Regions from separate parts of the Mus musculus genome. Here regions 1 and 3 are each linked to region 2. A link is a contact called in public promoter capture Hi-C data. All regions are on one chromosome and are shown on one strand. The core of a region is the stretch at or near the end of the contact, and the rest is flanking DNA. Distances in the headings are between cores, read along the strand shown. Region 1 holds the start of Clybl (citrate lyase beta like). Region 2 holds the start of Ipo5 (importin 5). Region 3 holds the start of A330035P11Rik (RIKEN cDNA A330035P11 gene).

What was found. Promoter capture Hi-C pulls out the DNA fragments that hold promoters and counts their contacts.
Region 1: a contact with region 2 is called in a promoter capture Hi-C map of pre-B cells, with 2.4 times the contacts expected there. The contact joins the promoter of Clybl here to the promoter of Ipo5 in region 2. A contact is called at or near these places in 1 of 39 promoter capture datasets (pre-B cells) and 1 of 115 datasets of contacts at active chromatin or transcription factors (thymic regulatory T cells).
Region 3: a promoter capture Hi-C map of erythroid cells shows a contact between it and region 2, with 5 times the contacts expected there. The contact joins the promoter of A330035P11Rik here to the promoter of Ipo5 in region 2. A contact is called at or near these places in 2 of 39 promoter capture datasets (erythroid cells and fetal liver), 2 of 484 Hi-C or Micro-C datasets (CD8 T cells and erythroblasts) and 1 of 115 datasets of contacts at active chromatin or transcription factors (large pre-B cells).

What each region holds. Positions count from the first base shown.
Region 1 is chr14:122,180,129-122,183,330 of GRCm38.p6, reverse strand. Clybl (citrate lyase beta like) reads right to left here and starts at 1,637. Exons shown (of 8, transcript NM_029556.3): 1 at 1,550-1,637. The coding sequence starts at 1,605.
Region 2 is chr14:120,909,803-120,913,259 of GRCm38.p6, reverse strand. Ipo5 (importin 5) reads right to left here and starts at 2,066. Exons shown (of 26, transcript NM_023579.4): 1 at 1,917-2,066. The coding sequence starts at 2,006.
Region 3 is chr14:122,105,154-122,108,430 of GRCm38.p6, reverse strand. It overlaps A330035P11Rik (RIKEN cDNA A330035P11 gene), which reads left to right and starts at 1,457. Exons shown (of 4, transcript NR_015586.3): 1 at 1,457-2,647; 2 at 2,990-3,277. It overlaps Tm9sf2 (transmembrane 9 superfamily member 2), which reads right to left and starts at 1,349. Exons shown (of 17, transcript NM_080556.3): 1 at 996-1,349. The coding sequence starts at 1,163.

The DNA of each region.
Region 1 (3,202 bases), core at 388-2,887, 1.3 Mb before region 2:
TACAGTTGGGCCGGTGCTTTACTGACAAGCCTCAGGAAGAAGTTAGACTGCTCCCTGAGTGATGTGTTAGACCTGGAAGCGTCCTAAGGACTCATGTGTAGCTTGAGAAATAGCTACAGATGGTTCTATGTAGCAACTTTGATAGGTGTGTGTGTTCCCATCTATATTTCTTGGCTCTGTCAAGTGAGTTATGCTCCCTTCCTTGAAAGCGGAGTAATTCATATACATCCAGCATGGCCACAGAGAACTGCATGAATAACATGACAGTCTAGAGCTCAGGGCAAACGCTGGTGGGTCAGAAACAGGGATCAGGATTTCTGGTCTTGAATGGCCCCTGCGTGCTCAGCAATGGTTCAGACACTCTGAAAATAAGCAAGGAGCCTCCAGAAGTAGCCTACTGGTCCCAGACAGCACTTACATCCTCTGGTGGGTTTACTAGGACCACACTAGCACAATTGGCTCACTAAAGCCAAGTACCTGCCCTTGATAGAGATGATGCATGGTATGGGGGGCAGGGTGGTGGTGATAAAAAGGAGTTTACACTAAGCTCCAAGCCTATTAGAAGTGGTGACTGTGTGCGGTCAGGACTGGTCCTTTCACACTTCAGAAACGGAATCTCTGGGCTGGCCCAGGACCCCTCCCTTACCACCACTCAGGTTCCAGGAGTGATTTTCCTCCAGCCAGGGTGCAAGGCCACAGATGAGAAAATGAGGTGCCTAAGACCATATGGGTCCTGTCATGGGTCTGGGGTAAATCATGAAGCACAACACAAAAGATGTAAAAAACGCTAAACTGTGAACTCTGGCTCCATCGCTCCGTGGGACTTTGAGACAGTCTCTGATCCTGTTTCCTCACAATAGGCAAGACACCTTAAAGGAGAACTCAGGACACGTGCAGTTAACAGATAGGCAAGTGTCATGAGGGAGGGTCACTGTTTGTGACAATCTACAGTTCCTTTACCAACTAGTATTGCTATGTAGGCCAGGCTGGCCTCAAACTTGCTATGTAGATTAAGTGTAGCCTTTAACCTGCGTCCTCCTGCCTCCACTCCCCAAGTCATGGAATTCTTTTCAAATATCTACTCCAAAGCTGATGACGTAAGACTTAAAGTCTCTTGTTAAACCAAAGAAAACTTCAAAATATATGCTCTTTTCACCTAAAAAAAATTCAGTGTTTTTCATGAGCAGATTTTGGCAAAAGCTTTTTGGAACCCTCAGTCATTCTTGGTTGGGTAAGTGGGTCCAGAGAACAACATTTGGGAACCACTGTGCTTCACATAGGTGGGGTGAGCGTCTCAGCTACTCCAGAGCGCCCCTAAGTTAGCGCGGTACATGCCAGATGCTGACAGCCCTGCCAACCCAGTAACGTTTGTACCCATTGCCCGGGTCCACGCAAAGCCCTCCCACTGGGAGGCAGCAGCCGCAGCGACCTTGGCAGAGGTCAAGGACCGGAGGCACAGAGGTATCGGGCTAGAGTGCCCATGCAGGCTCCAGAGACCACTCTGGCTACCGCCTTCGCCGCGTGGCGGGGACAGAGAACCTGAACTCACAGCCTGGGCAGCGCCGCCGCTCCACGAACCGTGTTCCGCAGCACGCACAACGCCATCTTCCCGACTGGCCCGCCTACGCCCCGCCCTCGCCCCGCCTAGCTGGATTCGGCCACGCCCGCCCTACCAGGCTTAGCCCGGCCCCCCGCTTGCCACAGCCCAGGCCAGTCCAGCCAGACTCAGCCCCACCTTGCTTCTGCTGGCGAGGCCCCATGCAACGCTTCTCTTTCCAAAACCACGCCCGCCCTCGTTAGCCACTCCAATCCTCTGCGAGCCCTGCGCGGCTCTGCGCGGAGGCTTTGGTGACCCAATGCTCCGCCCGCTTCTGAAACGAGTTAGAGAAACTTGGGTTTTCTCTGGCAGAGAAGATTTAGGTTTCCGAGGGGCTTTTTTGCTGTTTTTATTATCAACGTGCCCCTAACACAGTCGGTGAGCCTGCGATGGTGCATAAGCTAAAAGTGGTCAAAGCAAATGGGCTCTACCTGAAAAGGTGCAGGCTTGGGACCCACACAGGCCCCTTCCCAATGCCTGCGGGTCTCCGGAAACTGAGAGAAGCTGCCATCGGTCGTCTTTCCTAATCCAGTGGTGCCCTACCTAGTGTCTGGTCCTTTCCACTCTCCACCCTCCACCATTCCTCTGTCTTCTACCTCTGCAGTTTTGATTTTGGTGGTCACTACGTTCCGTTTGTTCTGAATTGACACTCAAAGTCGTTGTCGGAAGCTGGATTAAAAAATAGACCCCAGACGGGCGTGGTGGCTCACGCCTTTAATCCCAGCACTTGGGAGGCAGGAGAATTTCTGCGTTCGAAGCCAGCCTGGTCTACAGAGTGAGTTCCAGGACAGCCAGGGCTACACAGAGAAACCCTGTCCCGAAAAACAAAAACAAAAGACCCCAGAAGTCCTTTGTAGCCAGAGTGGCAGCACAGATGCCGAATATCTGCAAGACTGAGTTATCGCTTAGTTTATGATACCAACAGGGCAGACTGTTCAAACCCTCTGTGAGGCCCCCTCACACCCACCCGGACCTCTCCTGCCTGCACCCAGTGAGGACCATCCCACTTTCCTGTCTCCACTGCGGGCCCCAGTCTGTTCCGCCAAAATGGAGCCTGAGACAAAGCAGTATCAGGAACACCCATTCCATCTCTAATTTACACATCTATATCTTGTACTAAGAGACTGAGCAGGCAAGCTTTGTCTGTCTCCAGATACTAGATCACACTCTTTGTCCTGTTACACTTCTCTATGGCCATCCATCCACCAGTAAAAACACAGGTCTGGGGGTTTGAGTTTTTAAAACTTTTGTTGTTGTTGTTGTTGTTGTTGTTGTTTGAGACAGGGTTTCTCTGTATAGCCCTGGCTGTCCTGGAACTCACTGTGTAGACCAGGCTGGCCTTGAACTCAGAAATCTGCCTGCCTCTGCCTCCCAAGTACTTGGATTAAAGGTGTGTGCCACCACCGCCCGGCCTTGAGTTTTTATTTATCAATAAAAGTCACGTAAGGCGTCAGTTACATGCACAAAAGAGTTATTGCAAGTTTTGCACCTGAGGGGGTCAGAGGGATTGAGGGGAGGTAGTGGGGGAAGACGGGTTGGGAGGGTGAAAGACTTCAGGGCAAAGTAGAGCAGGCATAAAACTTCAGGGATCTGAGAACCTCCTGG
Region 2 (3,457 bases), core at 817-3,316:
GATTGTTCTTTATGAGAAAATGCGCTGAATGCTACTAACGATCCCTAAAGGGATGTAAGAGATAAAAAGATTTACAACAGGCACCAAATTGGAATTCAAGCTGAACCGGACACTGGTATTTAGTTCAATAGAAGAGCGATTCCCCACCAGGCTTGACAATAGACTTAAGCAACTGGAGGGGAGGGGGAGAATTAAACTAGCTTACTAATTACAAAGCAGTTCTGCTCTGCAACACATGGAAATTTCTATTATAGGGTGGGATTAAGAACTTGCTTTGGTTTAAAAAAATTACCTCGAGTTTGCACAAAGTATCAAAATGTTTAGGCATCATCATATCCTAAGTGGAAACTGTTGCAAGTTTACTTTTACGCATACTTTTACATACATATACTACCTTCGTCCAGACAAGTATACACGTTATTTCTATGTGCAGTACTCTTGGACCGCACTAAAAGTATCGGATTACTCACTCACAGGGAGATGCACCTATCTATATAATGTATGGTCTTCTGGGTGACAATGTGAAAGAAACTGAGGGAAAATTCAATTTGCAGAACTATGTATACTATAAATCCACCCAGGTAACATAATGTATACACGAATGCTTTTAAAGATACGTTTTCAAGGAAGGCTCATGAAATAAACGTGGAGAGTGGATTAAGAATTGTACCCTTTGAATTTCCCCCTATACACTGCATATTACTTGAATAAGGCGGGCATGGGAACTGGTGCGCTCAGGAAACTTGGCTGGGGGACTGCCACAGGTTTGAAGGGCCTGTGTAAACTAGAGAGCCAAACATCGCTATCTCCCCTCCCCCCAAAATTAAAAGCACCATTAAGAAGGACATAGTTTAAAGCACCATTTCACACAGAAGTTAAGTCTCCAACTTCTTTACTTACTAAAATCTAAGTGTGGCCAGATTATCCATTCTACTCAAAGCGAAATTAGCAACTGTTTTAAAAGACAGCTCCCAACTTTAGGTCGGTAAGTACAAGACATGTCAACGTCACTAGCTATATATAAAAGACATCTTTGCTTTGTAAGTAAAGCTATTCACACATCCTCAGAGTCTCCTAAAAAACTTCAGACCCATGGGTCGTAAGGAGCTCCACGTATCAACTTTCCTAGAAATTACCTCACAAAAATCTGAGCTTCAACACTAACAATGTATCTTCCGTCTTCTAGTGAGCTAATAATATTATTGCTAGCTTGCAAATGGGCTTATAACTGTATCTGAAATGGAACCCTTGATCTAAGACTGATTGAGAACGATCTGTGTTATATGAAAAAGAGATGGCACTGGCCCAGTTAGACAGCCACAGCCCCCAGTATATCCCGTTTATAAGCCCAAATCTCTAGAGATCAAACAAGATTCGAAGGAAGAAGAGCAGAGCGAGGTGGTCAAGCAGGGATCCCTCAAAGGCAACTTCACACGATCTTGAAGGGACCGGCGTGTGCAGTTCCTTTTAGAAACCAGAAAGGGGCTCGGGGGAAAGACGCCGTAAGGCAGCGACAGGCAGGACACGCGTTCTCCCTGAGCTGGGATGGGGAAGGGAGCGGCTGGGGTGGTGGGGGAAGCGGGACGGGTCAGGAGCTGCCGGGGTCTGGCCGCCCGCGAGGGCTGGCGGGCCACGCGGGGAGGGAGAGCAGGGCTGGGGTGCAGGGCCCGCGGGCGGGGCGCGTCAGGCGCGGTGGCACGTGTGCGCGGGTCGGCGGCGAGGCAACCGGCGCCGCCGCCGCTGCACGGGCCGGAAGGGCCGGGGCCGGGCGGGAGGCGCGCACGTGGGCTGCGGGGCCGCTGTCCGCCAGCCGGGCCGACCCGCGCCGCTCGGCCGGCCGGCCGACGAGCGCCCAGGGCCAGCCGGCCGGCCGCGGAGGAGAAGGATCGGCGCGCCGGGGCCGCCGATTCGCTTACCTCCGCCTGTTTCCGGACCACATTGTCGGGGCTGAGCAGGTTTCCCAGGAGCAGGTAGAACTGTTGCTGCTCCGCCGCGGCCGCCGCCATTGCGCTAGGCGTGAGAGAGAGAAGGAGGGAGCTGTGAGGCGCGCTGGCGGGCCGGCGGGAGGGTTGGGGGCGGGCCCAGCGCGGCGACCGGCACCAGCGGCGGCGCGGGGATGAGGGGCCGGGCGAGAAGGGCGGGGCCGAGGGGGCCGAGGGAGGACGGGGCGGGGCCTCGCGCCCTCTCACCCGGCCGCGGCCGCCGACGCCGGCGTCCCATTGGCTCGCGGCGCGGGGGGCGTGCCCGAGGCCGCCCCCCCTCGAGGGCCACGCCGATTGGTCACGCACCCTGCGGTGTCGTCACTCCAGCGCGCGCCGGGAGGCGGGGCTGGCGGGCGTGTGTGGCGGCCAGAGGGCCGCTGTTAGGACGAGGTTGGGGTTCCCGGGGCGCGGGTTGGGAGGAGCCGATCCGGCTGGGCCGCCGCGAGGGGCGTGAGGCCGGGCCCGGAGGAGGGGCCAGCTCCTGAGCGCGGGAGATTTCGGCGCCGCGGGCTGGCTGGACTCCCTTTCCCTGCCGCCCGCCGCGTAGCCGCGCCTTAGGGCTTTGGGGCCCCGGGACCCCCCTCCCTAACCCCATCCCAATCCCCCCAGCAGCGAGCACACACGCATACACACACCCGCCTCTGCAGACCCCTCCATCTGTCTGGCCCTGTGGTGTCGTGTCGTCCCCCTCAGCCTGTGACTCAGGCGGTCCCTACCCTCCTCTGTCCTGTGACTCACGTCCAGGGACTGTCCCGGAAGAGGGGTTGCTCATCACGGACTCTTCCCCCCTGCACCTCTCCGTCCCGGATCAAATCACGCACGCTCCCCACCCGGGAACTGCCACCCATCCTGGTGTTTGGAGCTTCCTTGCTCTCTAAGGATGGGAGAAGTCATGAGCCACTCCCTAACGTGGTCGATCCATTGATAGTTGATGCGTGCCAGCATGGAGGGGACCAGAGGCTGCCTCCCTCTCACCTCCTAAACTCTAGTGCTTAAACACCAGCGTTGGCCCATCTTTCTATCTGGGACTGCCTAAACAGGAGAGAGCAGAGCTCAAACTGAAACACTTTGAGAATCATGTCCTATTCAGAATCATGTCTAATGTCCACAGACTCAAATGCTCATATCAAAAGAAAAAAATAATGTATGAAATGGTCCTACACTGAAAAAAAAAAAAAAACAATGTGGCCCAAGAATGAAAGAGCATCCCCAGTTGGAAACTAGTTCTACAAAATAGATGCGCTGGCCTCCAGAAAAGCAGAACGTAATCAGGGTTGCAGCTACACCTATAGAGGGGAGACCTTTCTCCACAATTCAGATTCTGTTGTAAAAATCTTGACTGGCTCTCAGCTCCCAAGTTTATCCCAGCTCCTGTTTGCCCAGACTCAGTTAAAAGCCTACTGTGTGTCCAAAGCATTGCCCAAGTTGAGGATGACAGCAGGTGAAAAGGGGGATGTATGTCTTGTGTCAAAAGG
Region 3 (3,277 bases), core at 208-2,707, 1.2 Mb before region 2:
CATAGATACACGTTTGTTTCTTTCTAAAACTGTAGTGACCATGTTAACGCCACACAGGATAGCCCACAAACCTAAAGAGAAGCTGCAAAATGCCATGAAAACTTTAATAGCCTCCCTAATACTCTAAAACAACCTCAAAATTCACAACTGTGGTATAGCTAAGAGTCATAAAATAAACACCAGCTTAAAATTTTAGTAAATAAAAAGTGTAAACGTTTTCTTAACCATTATTTGAAGTATTAAAATTAACGGTTTCTGAGAGGCCCTGGATCCTCCAAATGGTTAAGTTTTAGTAACTTTACGAAATAATGGTGTATTGTGATGCTCTACACCTGATACCTAAAAGCTGCTTTCAGCTGGTAAACTGAAAAACGTGTGGGCGGATGGCCTACGAAACCAACATTTTCAAGGCAGGTTCTTTCTCCCGCTCTCTGCTGCTTTTTAAGTGTTTAAAGCCATCGCGGAGAAACCCATTTGGGGGTCTCTTAAAAATTTTATAGCTTAAAAAAAAATTTAAAGGCCAGGGACTAAACTTAACTACAACTAGTCTTTATTAACGCGGTTTTCAAGGAGGGTTAGAATGCGTCACAATCCACAGGTTAAATGATCAACTAGTATTCTTGAAGTTCGGTATCAAAGTCCTAGAGAGAATAAGCCGTCATGACCAGGAGTTCTAGGAAAGTGCAATAAAACAGTGAGCTACGAAATTAAGTTACTGGAAGTTGTCGCTCGGCTGGGAGCGCCCCGTGTGGGCATCGGGTCACCGCGTACCTGCGTGCAGGCCAGTCCAAGGGCGCTCCGCAAGCCGCCGGGGTCCGGGCAAAGCGCCCCGAGCTGCAGCGACGAGCCCGCGGGGACCACCCGGGGTCCGCAGGCCCCCGTCCCGTCGCGGCTCGAAATGCGACCCCACCCACAGCTACGCCCCTTCCCGCTCCTTGACCCCGCTCCTAGACCCCGCTCCCACCGCGGCGCGCAGCCCGACAGGCCTCCCCCACCTTGCACTCGTTGCTCTTCTCTTCGGCGCAGAAGTTGACCGGCGCCAGGCCGGGCAGGTAGAAGGCGCTTCCCGGGCGCGGGCCTGGGACCGTCCCTAGCAGGAGCAGCGACAGCAGCAGCAACCTGGAGCCTTGCGCTGGCGGCGACGCTGGCGGCCTGGAGCTCATGCCGGCGGCTGTGAGAGGCGAGCGGCCGAGCCGAGGGGGACGGCGAGGAAGGAGGGGTCCGGGGCGCTCGGAGATCACCTCAAGGCCCGAGCGCAGAGAAGGCCGGCCCGCAACGGCTAGTTCCGGTTACGCTAGGAGACACCGCGGGCCCCGCGACAGAAACCGAAGCGGGCCTCCACGGAGCATGCGCGGGGCCGCACGCACATGCTCAGTGCCGGCGCCGCAAGCGCAGCGGGCTCTTTCCGGGCGGGGCGGCCAAGAGATCCGCGTTCCGGGATCTGGGTGACTTCCGCCTGCGCGCTTCCGGCACCCACAGTCGGGTTCCAGGTTCCACCGTGGCGCTCCAGAGCGCCGCGCTTCTCGGGCGCACCTCTTCTCTGCCCTCTGTCACCTCATACCCGTCAGTCCGCTCAGGACTGATGAACCAAGTACTTTCTGATGGAGACCGAGTTGGTCGATGAGGCAGAGCTCAGGGGTTACCTAGTTGGGGCCAGGGTAAGGGAACAAATGGAAAGAGCGGTTCGTAAATCTTTAAACAGCTCTTAGAGGTTATTTGCAAGAATAATTCCTAAGCATCGGAAATGCTGGGACATTCTTGTGTGGGAGAAGTGTGCACACAACAAACATATCTTTCAGAAAGTCGAAATGAGATAGATGAGAGAGGGTAGTAAATATAAAGTAGCAATGGCAGGTTGCAATGAAGATACCGGGGCTTAGTTAAGCAAAGCAGTCGTGTTAAGGAAGACTATTACGGCATTATTACTCTTCGACAAGGTGCATAGCTTTTCCCATTGATAATGGGAAATGGTTATGTCTCTGTGTTAGTGCGCAAGCATTATGCTCAAGGAGGAGAAAAGTTTAGCATAAAAAGCCCATGGAGTTTTAGACTTCAACCGAATTCTTCCCCAAGTGCATCATCTTAGAATATAAAACACAGTCCTGGATGACTGTAACCCCCAAATTCAAGAAAAGGCAAATTCAGAAAATAGGTAAATTCAAAAAAGTTTGTAGTCTCATGCTATTAAATTTTTTCTGTGTGCTCATATATTGCTCCCTTCCCCAAAGTTTACAACTAACCAGATTTTCAATGGCTCTAGCACCTACAGAAAGAACTACTGACATACCTAAAAAGAGCTTTAACATCAAAGGTAATTTGTACTGGCTGAGCGTCCTGGCTTTGGAACATTGTGATCTAGCGATGTGCCTCTGGGCATGGGTTCATCACTGGAGAAATGAAAGTTAGAAGAGAAGACAAGGGTGCTCACCCTCTCAAAGAGTGGTAAAGATTAAGTTAAAAAATACTATATCACAAAAAAATAGGTGATATAGTAGTTGTCCCAGGCGGTCCTGACCACTTTTATAACAAAAGGAGGCGTGTCCATCAGCGCACACCATCTCAAATACATGCACATACTGAACTTTGGGCTAAGTCAAGACAACGCCCTTTGTCGAAAAAGGAAGCAGCTGTCTCCAAATATAAAGAGGTAGGATTAACACCCCCCACACACCTTACCTATTTTTCTGATAATACCAAACTAGACCTTCACTGCCGTAGCTCCCGCTCCAACCTTGCCATTACTACTTTTTTCTACCTGTGACAATCTCACTGTCCATAGCTGGCATGCTGCTCGCTGTGCCACTGAGTTCTTTTGGTGGTCTCTAGGCTCCTACCTACCACGCTAGGCCACTCTGTAGGTCTCCCCAGCTTCTACTTGTGCTAAGAGGGATAATGTAGAATGTAGGTGTCCCCCATTTCCACCGCTGCTCCTCGGTGTCTACCAATTTCGGAAACGATCGTGTTTATTGTTCACTGTCTCACTTCCCAGGGCTGCAGGGGCCTGGTCTCTGCATCTTCCAACTCTACAGCAGGGCCTGGAGAGACGAAGGCGAAGCAAACTAGAAGTGCTCGCTCGGCCCTGGTCGCCGGAGGACACAGGTTCTAGACCTGAATTTAGGGTCGCAGACTTGCGGTGCTAACGCCTGAGGGTTCCCAGGGTTTCCCGCTCGCTTTCACAGACCACCACAAGCTTAAGACCGAGAATCACTTCCCAGGATGGCCTGGGATACTCAGTGATGAACCCACGGTGACCTGGTGCTTCCTGCCCCGAGACCTG